Regions from separate parts of the Sus scrofa genome. Here all the other regions are linked to region 3. The links are chromatin contacts, called in public Hi-C maps. All regions are on one chromosome and are shown on one strand. The core of a region is the stretch at or near the end of the contact, and the rest is flanking DNA. Distances in the headings are between cores, read along the strand shown.

Region 1 (3,542 bases), core at 754-3,253, 38 kb before region 3:
CTGACCCAGGAATTTCTTCATGCTGCAGACACAGCAAAAAAAAGTCGGTATTTCTTCTAGTAAATGGGGGCTCATTATTTAAATGAACTTCTATAAAACACACAAAGTCAAATTATATGGTATAATAAAGAATACATATGGTCTTTTCCCTGATTTACTGACAGAGCTCATAAAACCCGGGTGATTTCCTGAGTGAAGTAAGTCTTTGTATGCTAAAGAGGTGGCTCTTGGCCAGGGCCTTCGACAGCTTCTGAATGGGGCAGTCTCTCTAGGAAGACTCACCTTGGGGTGGTGAATGTTAGAGTTAGACCTTTGCGCCAGTCCAACCTCTGGGAGGATCTGGCAAGGGCCTTGAGACTGAGCCCAATCATAGTCACAGTGGCCAGTGAGTCCATCAACCACACCTATGTAATGAAGTCCAGTAAAAAAAGACCAGGGCTGAAGAGAGCTTTTGGCTGGAGAACACACATGGATGTGTTGGGAGGACCCATGCCAACTCCACAGGCAGTGTGAGCTCAGTGCTCCCTCCTAGACCTCACCTTGTATCCTTTATGATAAAGCTGGAATCCTAAGAATAGTGCTTTCCTGGGTTCTGTGAATGGTTCTAGAGAATTATAAAATTTGAGGAGGTGGGAACCCCCTTTTTTTTTTGGCTTCACCCATGATATGTGGAAGTTCCTGGGCTAGAGGTCAAGTCCAAGCTACAGCAGTGGCCCAAGCCACTAACTACAGTGTCGACATCAGAGCCTTAACCCACAATAACAAAAGGGAACTCCAGGGACCCCTGATTTCATAGCCAGAAGTGTGAATGGGGTGGGGTCCTCACTTGGGAGCTGGCTAATGAAGTAAAGACAGTTCTGTGGGAGACTGAGCCCTTGAACTTAAAGTGTCTGATGTCAGCTCCTGGGGGTTATGGTCAGAATTGAATTGATCAAAGTATACTCAGTTGGGCATGAGACGATAAATGATTGTGACCTAAAACAAATGAACTGCCAGTTATTTCTCCAGCAGAGGTGGGTTTATTCGGAATCATCAAAGAATTGCAATTCAAGGTTGGCTACCAAGGCAAACCAGGTACAAGTACCCACATGGCAAAGAAAGGAACTGCTTTTACAGAAAGGAAGAGGAAGTTGGAAGAGCTGTAGTAAACAGCACGTGGCTTTTCATTGGCTGAGTCCTTCCCAGGAAAGAAGAGGAATCTCTTCCTATTGGGCTCTGCTATCTTCACAGGGCGGGAGAGCTGCCTGGCCCGCTCTGGTTTCCCAACTTTTTTGGGGGTGGGGGGTCACGCCCACACATGCATAAGTTCTAAGGCCAAGGATTGAACCTGTACCATAGCAGTGACAACACTGGATCTTTCACCTGCTGAGCCACCAGAGAACTTTCCAATTCTATTAAAGTAAGATTTCTTGCATTCCCATCCTGGCTCAGTGGGTAACCAACCAACTATATCTATGAGGACATGGGTTCAATCCCTGGCCTCGACTAGTGGGTTAAGGATCTGGCATTGTTGTGAGCTGTGATGTAGGTCACCAACACAGCTCGGATCCCACATTGCTGTGTCTGTGGTGTAGGCTGGCACCTTGGCTTAAGCATTAAAAATAATGTAAAGAGTGGGGGGGAAAATGTAATGCATACATATAAGGATCACCTGACCCCCTTGCTGTACAGTGGGAAAATAAAAAAATTAAATTAAAAATAAAAAAAATTAAAAAAAAATAATGTAAAGAGCTTCCCACCCCTTGGCATATAGACGTTCCTAGGCCACCAGGGATCCTTAACCTACTGGGCCACAGGAAACTCCCATCACTGGATTTCTTAAGCTCTAGAATGGAGGAGACAGCTATCAATGGAAAATCAAGTGCTGGGGAGGGGCTCAGCATTGACATAAAAGGTTGAGATGTAAAGCTTGCATGGGTCTTGAAAAAAACATTTTTCCCACGTGGTGCAATGGTTACTCCAGCTTGTGTAAAGGATGGAAGTGAGACAACTGCTCCCAGCAGCTGGCTGCAGAAGGGGACAGGGGAGAGGACAGTGCTAATAGAAGATAAATAAAGCAGGTTGGGAAGGCCAGATTAGGATGGCTCCCTTATCCCATCCCCACAATTTAGGTTCTTTCCTCCAATGCTAGTAAATCTAGTCATTTTTTTCCAGCCAATAAACAACGAGGTCATCTTTATGCTCTAGGAAAAAATTTACTAAACCATTAAAAGACTCACTATTCTACTTAACATTCAGTGTTATACCGAAAGTAAGCCACGATAAGTTGGGTGAAACTTGGCTAAAGACCTGGAAAACAGCAAGTTCCCTACATAACAAACGACAAACTGATACACAAGAACGGACACAAAATGGAGGACAAGGCGGTAGAGAAAAGACTGCAAAAAACGCATGGGTGGAGCCTGACGTAATTGGAAGCGATTCTAAACTGAGACCCTTCCTCACTATTGGCTTGACGCTCATTCTTTTTCCTTTTCCATTGGCTACCAGCTCCTTCTGTGCGTTAAAACAGCCAATAGCCTAGCCCTGTGGGTAAAGCCCGCCCTCCATCCATGGGGGGAGGAGCCTGAAAAGCGTAGGAGGCCCCAGGCGCTTGCGCGGGCAGGCCCTCCACCGGTTAAAAGCGGATCCTTGCAGGAGGCGGTGTCGCAGTGTATGAATATTGATTACGCAGCGCCGCGCCGAACGCCCGCCCCTCTCGGCTTCCCGACGCTCGCGGCTCGCGCTAGGGCTCGCGATGGGGAAGAAGTCCCGGGCGGTACCCGGCCGTAGGCCCATCCTGCAGCTCTCTCCGCCGGGTCCCCGGAGCAGCACGCCTGGCCGGGACCCGGAGCCGGAACCCGACACCGAGCCGGACACGACGGCTGCGGCGACCAGCCAGCCAGCCCCGGCGGCGGTGGCGGCGGCAACGCCGCAGACGACGACCGTGGTGACTACCGCCGCGGCCCCGGACGACTCGCCTTCGGAAGGTAAGCGTGCACGAGGGCCCTTAGGTGGAACGTCGGAAACTCGAGCTCGGAGCTTGGGGCCTAGGCCTCTCGAGCAGGTCCCTGAGGAGGAAGAGAAACCCGGGCTGGTGGCGTTTGTATCTGAGGCCTGCCGCACGGGGCCTGTGGGGAGGACGGCTGTGGGCCCCTAGGCGGCGGAAGGGTCGGCAGAGCAGTGTGCGCCCGGCCGGAGCCGACCCAGAGGCGCCATTTCTGGTGCAGGGCTTGGCCCGGCCACCCAGTCTGCTCAACGTCTGCTCTCGGTTTTGCATAACTTACCGGGTAAATATGAGAGTATGCGTTTCCGCGTCCCAGGCTTGGTGACGGTGGAACCTGCCCTTTCCCTACATGTCATGTTACTTTTCCTTTCCTTTTTGTTGGAAGTGGGAGAGACCTTTTAGAAGTGAGCGAACCATCCTTATGCCAGCCAAAGCATAAGTAATCGCCAGCTGTCGGGTTTCCTCCATATTTTTGGAGAAGTGGAGCTTGTGAGTTCCCAACTACTTGTGTTTATCTGCGTTAAGAGTAACCGGACAATACTACTATCGGGGCCGG
Region 2 (3,222 bases), core at 416-2,915, 50 kb after region 3:
AGGGGTATAATCGGAGCTGTTGCCGCCGGCCTATGCCAGAGCCACAGCAACGGCAGATCCGAGCCACGTCTGGGACCTACACTGCAGCTCAGGGCAACACCGGATCCCTAACCCACTGAGCTAGGCGAGGGATGGAACCCCAAACCTCATGGTTCCTAATCGGATTTGTTTCTGCTGCACCACGAGGGGAACTCCACATTTGTATTTTAATACACTGTTGTTGTTTGCCTTTTCTTGGGCCGCTCCCTCGGCATATGGAGGTTCCCAGGCTAGGGGTCCAATTGGAGCTGTACCCACTAGCCTATGCCAGACCACTAGCCTATGCCAGAGCCACAGCAAGGGGGATCCAAGCAGTGTCTGTGACCAACACCACAGCTCACAGCCACGGCGGATCCTAACCCACTTAGCGAGGCCGGGGATCGAACCAGGAACCTCATGGTTCCTAGTCGGATTCATTAACCACTGCACCACGACAGGAACTCCTTTAATACACTGTTTAAAAAAATCTTATCCTATGCATGATTTCACTTAACAATAACATCAAGAGGAAGGTAGTAGTGTTATCCTTAGATTTAGACACAAAAACTGAAAACAAAAGATAAAACGACTTCCAAATCATTTGTATACAAAGGAGAACCAGAATCTAAAATGCAAGTTTTCTTTCCTGCTTCATTCTCTGTGCCAGGCTCTGCCTAAGTGCCTAAGTGCTGTTTGATATAGAATGTGTGTGCTGGAGCTGAAGGAGTAAGGACAATGCCTTTTCCTTTTTGCGTCTGTAACATGTAGCCTGGTAGGCACTGAAGTAATTGCTCACATAGGCAATAAATATTTATTGAGCATTTAGTATGTGCCAGGCGTTGAGTAAGAAACAAAGGCAGTTCCTGCTCCTGAATTCACGAGGTTTACATTCCGGTGGAGGAGACAAAAAGATAAATTTCAGACAATGATAAGTGTTAAAAGACAATGTGGTAGGAAATAAAGGGGAGGTAAATTTATTATTATTATTATTTTTTTTTTGTCTTTTTTTGCGCCGCTCCCGCAGCCTATGGAGGTTCCCAGGCTAGGGAGCTGTAGCCACCAGCCTACGCCAGAGCCACAGCAACGCAGAATCCAAGCCACGTCTGCAACCTACACCACAGCTCACGGCAAGGGCAACGCCGGATCGTTAACCCACCGAGCAAGGGCAGGGACCGAACCCGTAACCTCATAGTTCCTAGTCGGATTCGTTAACCACTGCGCCACTACGGGAACTCCCAAAGGGGAGGGGAATTTAAATATAGGTCAGAAAATGTGTTTCCGAGAAGTTTTAACATTAACTGAATGAATGAATGAATGAATGCACCAATAGCAACCCCCTGATGGAGTCATTATTCTATCTAGTTTTTCTTGGCCACTAGATTATGATTCTGATGCTGAGTAGTCCTTAGAGTTTACTTTGCTGATGCCAAAAAAGCAAGTGCAGAGGCGAAGAATATCGAAGATCCCTTTTCAATTATTTTTATTACTCTGACCTTGCCCATGCGGCCAGGGTCACTCCCCATTGCCACGCCCATTCTTCTTCGCCTGGGCCCTTCCAGCCCGCGCAAGCGCAAGAGAAACTGCCATTCCTAGTGGAGGGCATAAGCCCCGCCCCGACCCCTGCTCCCGCTCGCGAGCGCCTGCCGTTTCTTGGGGCGTGGCGGTGGGCGGGGACTGGGCGGAGAGGCGCGCGCCGCTGCGTGCGTGCGCGCGCGCGCCGCGGGCAGGCCAGTGAAGCCGGCGGCCCTGGCACGTGATCTGGGACCGGCTCGGTCGCTTGGTGGCTGCGTCTGTCTGTCCGTCCGCGGGTGCCATCATGGCGGACGCGGCCAGTCAGGTGCTCCTGGGCTCCGGTCTCACCATCCTGTCCCAGCCGCTCATGTACGTGAAGGTGCTCATCCAGGTATGAGTCCTCGCCATTCCCTTCCCCGATAGGCGCCTTATTCAGGCGCCGCTGCCCACGGTGCCTGAGGACCGGCTTCAACCATCCCAGGCCTTCAATCTCCCGAGATGCTGCTCCTTTGCTGCCCGCCTCTTCCTTCCCCGCAGGGACAACTTCCACCGCGCGCGGAGCTTCCACTGGCCCTGGGCCTTCCCGAGATCTCGCCTCGCGGTCAAGTGGGGAGGCCCTCTCCGTTCCCGGTAGCCAACTGCCGCCTTGCCCTGTCCTTCCCTGCCCTGCCCAGTGGCTTCTCTGAACTTTGTTTTTTCTAACCTGAGGTTGATCCAGGCCGGGCATCGCCAAGGACTTCCCAACCCTCCCCTCTCCGCATCTCTGAAATTAGAATTCATCTCTCCTCCTGGGCCCCAAATGCAAGACTTAAAATCTCTTGAAGACAAATCTGAAATTAGAGGGGAGCCAACGTTTTGTTAGCTTTTCTTTTCTTTTTTTTGCTGCTGTAGCTGCTGCTATTCTCTTCTGAGATTTTAGCACCAGATACCTAGAGAAACAAGGAGCTCATTCAGAAGTGATAATGAAGTGGTTGCTGAGTCAAATTTCTGAAGGATCCAACAGCAGCCCATATGGCTCATGACAGTGAAATTCACATCTGTCAGAGCTGGAAATCAGTTCAGCTAAAAGAGTTTTAGCAAGTTTAAGTATGTATGTTAGTTTCTAATCTACTGTGCAATAGTTCTTAAATGGTATTTTATATTCTCAGTCAAGTATGCCAGGTTTCAGCAGATATCAACTGTTAGATAGTATTTTCAATTGCCTTTCAAAGTTTCCCTGTGATAGGCAGGTCATTCATTTTTTTCACTTTTTGTAGAGAGTTGATGGAATTACATCATGCATAGTACCAAGGATGGGAGCAGTTTTTAGAACCCCTGTCCTCTACTTTTCTGTTAAAAAGAAGCAACACACTAGGGAGGACTCCATTTATTAAATATTGATGATTTGATTTGTGTAGATTCAGAATCTATGTGTAAAAGTCTATTCTTAAGTTATTTAAATTAACAACAAAATCTTTGAAATGTATCATGACGTCTAGAGTTGGCATATTTGTAGCTAGATAATATCTGAAGATGATGGCTTTTCTTTTCTTTTCTTTTTTTTTTTCTTTTTTTGCCTCCTCGAGGCATATGGAGTTCCTGGGCAAGGGATCAGATCTGAGCCTCGGTTGCAACCTCTACCGCAGCTGTGAAAATCTTTAACCCACTGTGCCAGGCCCAGGGATTAAACCTGCATCCTAGTGATAGAGAGGC
Region 3 (3,215 bases), core at 13-2,512:
CACTCCATGTATTAATGTGTTTCCATTTTCTTGACTTGGTCCAAAGTTCACCTCCCTTTTATGTGTGAATGTATTCTCCATAAAATTCCAGTATTTAAAAAGCAGTTTACTCTTCTGTACTTTCTATTGTATCACAATCAGGTAAAAGTCACTTTAAACTGAAGAAAAAGCAAATTGTGTTTTAAAGCTGTTTGTATTTCTCCAGTTTCTGACCTTGTAAATTTGTACATATGCACTAATAAAGCTTTTTTTATACTTCTGATTGGTTATCCTTTTGCTCCTGTTTTGATTATTACTCCATGATTATGTTAACCAAGACTTAAGTCAATTTTTTTATAATCAACTACAGTATAAGACATGGGCAGACATGTCCTGTCATGAAAAAAGAATGTCAAGATCTTGTCAAGAATGTCTAGATCTTGTTCAGGAGTTAGGGACAGGATTAGAAAAACAGTCCTCTAGTACCAAAAGGTACTGTATGACTTCAATTTTGGATCTTGTACTCTGTAATATTAACTGATATTTGGCCTACTTAAATCCTGGAAATGATGTAATGTGGCTAATAGTTTGAAAAAAAAATAAAGGTGCTTTATATTTTTTCCTCTGATTTCAAAAGTAATACTTATGGTTATAGTCATACCAAGTTAACCAAAGACAATAGTTAGAATTTTATTCCAATATATTTATATGCATGCAGTTGTCGGATCAGTGTTGTGTATGCTAGTGTGTTGTTTTTTATTTACCATTATGCAAATATTAGGGTGACCATTTTGTATATAGATTGTTTTTCTTGCAATTTGCAGAGAGCAAATTTCTGAAAATAAAGGCTATCAACTAGCCATTAAAGCTTTTGCTTTGCCTAACAGTTTTCCAAACTTCCAAGAATTGCTGCAGAGTACATACTTGTCTCTATCCTACCAGAATGGAGCATATTAACTTGTTTTTCAAGTCTAGCCAGGGGATGGAGAGCCTAGGAAGGTGGAAGGAGAGAGGAAGCCGCTCTCTTTGAGCAATACTTAACAGTTTCCCTAAAGCTAGCTAAGTAATAGCAACTAAGTTTGGAGTATGTTGAGCACTACTGGCGTTGTGTTTGCCCATTAATATACCTTCGAATACCCCGAAGCGGGTCTGCAGTATATTGTGCGAAACGAGGAATGAGGCTGAAACTGGTACCCCCGCCAAGTGATCGACTTCATCCGGGTTCCACACCTATTCCTTGGGGCCTCGCTCCCCGGAAGCGCCCAGCTGCCCCGCCCTCTCGCTTCCGCCTCGCGGTTGCTAGGCTACCCAGGCCCTTGCAGAAAGTTGTGGCAAGCGAGCAAGGCGAGCGCTTCGTCTTCGCCGAGCGCTGCGGTGCCTCCAGGCTCGCTCCGGCTCCTTTGCTGCTGCTGTTGGCGCCGCGCCCATCCCTGCTAGCCCGACTGGCTAGGGTAGCCAGTCTCCCCTGTCCCCTCCTAGGAAATCTCTACGCCCGCTCCCGCGCCTCTTCAGGAAACTGTCTTTCGCCACCTTCTCCCAGATAAGGAAACATTGAAACCCTGAATTCGTTTTAAGAGCCCACTCTCCCGACCCCTGATCTTTCTTTTCCATGTCCACAGAGACGACTCCGCCGGATCCCTCCATCCCTTTTTCTTAATCTTTCCTGCGGCGTCCTGGTGGTAGGCAGCTCCTTCTTAGGGAGAAGAAAGCAATGGGGCCGGCAGGAGTCCTGGGGCTTCGGGAGAAGGAGGCTTGAAGACAAGCCGCCCTTCCTCATCAGGTGCGCATTCAGGCCTCACGGTGGGCACCACCGGCTGGGTCCTTGTTTGAGGAGCGGGTGGGTTAGCAGAAAAGAGAGCAAGGCGACAGGGGGCGTGGACGTATTTCGAGTTTTTTCGGTTGTCCTCCTGTGGTTTTTTTAGCTTCATCTGTCTAATAATCAGGTGCCTTTTGGAAATTGGGCAAGGGTGTGGCTGGACGCCGTGTCACTGACTGGTCTTCAGCATACCATGTAGAAGTAACATGTTCCCAGCATTGGAAAAAGAGCCAAAGCCGAAGGTTAGTAATACCCCTCTCCAGAAACACCACAGAAATCCAGTACTAGATTAGAAAATATATCCTGGTGGCACCTTTTTCTGGCTGGAGATCTTGATCCCAAAGATGGAATAATATGCGTAAAGGTGTTTCACTTGGTTTGTTTACAGAAATTCTAGGTATAGTGTCCTCTGTAACAATGCTTCTGTACTTTGGTTAAGAGCCAGTATTATTATTTTTTTTTATTTATTTTTTGTCTTTTTAGGGCCGAACCTACAGCATATGGAGGTTCCCAGGCTAGGGGTCTAATCAGAGCTGCAGTTGCCAGCCTACACCACAACCACAGCAATACCAGATCTCAACCACCTCTACACCACAGCTCATGGCAACGCGAGATCCTTAACCCACTGAGCAAGGCCAGGGATCAAACCTGCAACCTCACAGTTCCCAGTCAGATTCGTTTCCACTGCACCACGACAGGAACTCCAAGAGTCAGTATTACTCTTATGACAGACTATTATGCTTGTTATTATGAAAGCTCTTTCCTGATTGAGATGGTCTTTCATTTTACAGACTCTTCCTGATCCCTATGAAGATTTTATGTACCATCACCTCCAGTACTATGGTTACTTTAAAGGTAATAGCTCACTCTTATCTAGCATCACCTTTCCCGGGTTCATAAAGTGAATTGTTTAACTGGGAGAGTTATGCTTAAATCAACTAATGATGAGTTTTTCCATCACCATTAGTGAAAAGTACTTTTTTTTTTTGGCTTTTTAGGGCTGCACCTGTGATATATGGAGGTTCCCAGGCTAGGGGTCAAATCAGAGCTACAGCCCCTGGCCTACGGCCCAGCAACACAGGATCCTCATCTGCGACCTACACCACAGCTCGCAGCAACGCCAGATCCTTAACCCACTGAGCAAGGCCAGGGATCGAACCCACAACCTCATGGTTCTTAGTCGGTTTCATTAACCACTGAGCCACAGTGGGAACTCCAGTACCACCCTTTCTTAATGACACCACATGGCATTAAAATAGTCTTGATATCTGGAAAGACATGTCCTCCCATATTATTGTTCTTCAAAAGTGTCTCGGCTATTGCCATTTTATGTAATTTTAGAATTGGCTTGTGATGTTTAAAAAGCTACTGGATTTCATGGAGTCTGTAGATCAAACTTGACAAGAAAGGAGAATTTTCT

The links. Hi-C and Micro-C count contacts between places; a contact is called where the count stands out from the background.
Region 1: a Hi-C map of liver shows a contact between it and region 3, with 2.6 times the contacts expected there. The contact joins the promoter of FNBP4 here to the promoter of AGBL2 in region 3. A contact is called at or near these places in 5 of 47 Hi-C or Micro-C datasets (embryonic fibroblasts, epiblast stem cells, heart right ventricle and 2 more) and 2 of 2 datasets of contacts at active chromatin or transcription factors (alveolar macrophages and skeletal muscle).
Region 2: a Hi-C map of embryonic fibroblasts shows a contact between it and region 3, with 1.9 times the contacts expected there. The contact joins the promoter of MTCH2 here to the promoter of AGBL2 in region 3. A contact is called at or near these places in 1 of 5 promoter capture datasets (liver), 10 of 47 Hi-C or Micro-C datasets (alveolar macrophages, brain, embryonic fibroblasts and 4 more) and 1 of 2 datasets of contacts at active chromatin or transcription factors (alveolar macrophages).

Annotation. Positions count from the first base shown.
Region 1 is chr2:14,893,530-14,897,071 of Sscrofa11.1, forward strand. It overlaps FNBP4 (formin-binding protein 4), which reads left to right and starts at 2,004. Exons shown (of 17, transcript XM_021083063.1): 1 at 2,004-2,969. The coding sequence starts at 2,738.
Region 2 is chr2:14,981,326-14,984,547 of Sscrofa11.1, forward strand. It overlaps MTCH2 (mitochondrial carrier homolog 2), which reads left to right and starts at 1,666. Exons shown (of 13, transcript XM_003353877.5): 1 at 1,666-1,921. The coding sequence starts at 1,835.
Region 3 is chr2:14,931,926-14,935,140 of Sscrofa11.1, forward strand. AGBL2 (cytosolic carboxypeptidase 2) reads left to right here and starts at 1,263. Exons shown (of 15, transcript XM_021083073.1): 1 at 1,263-1,759; 2 at 1,923-2,037; 3 at 2,587-2,650. The coding sequence starts at 2,002. It overlaps FNBP4 (formin-binding protein 4), which reads left to right. Exons shown (of 17, transcript XM_021083063.1): 17 at 1-262.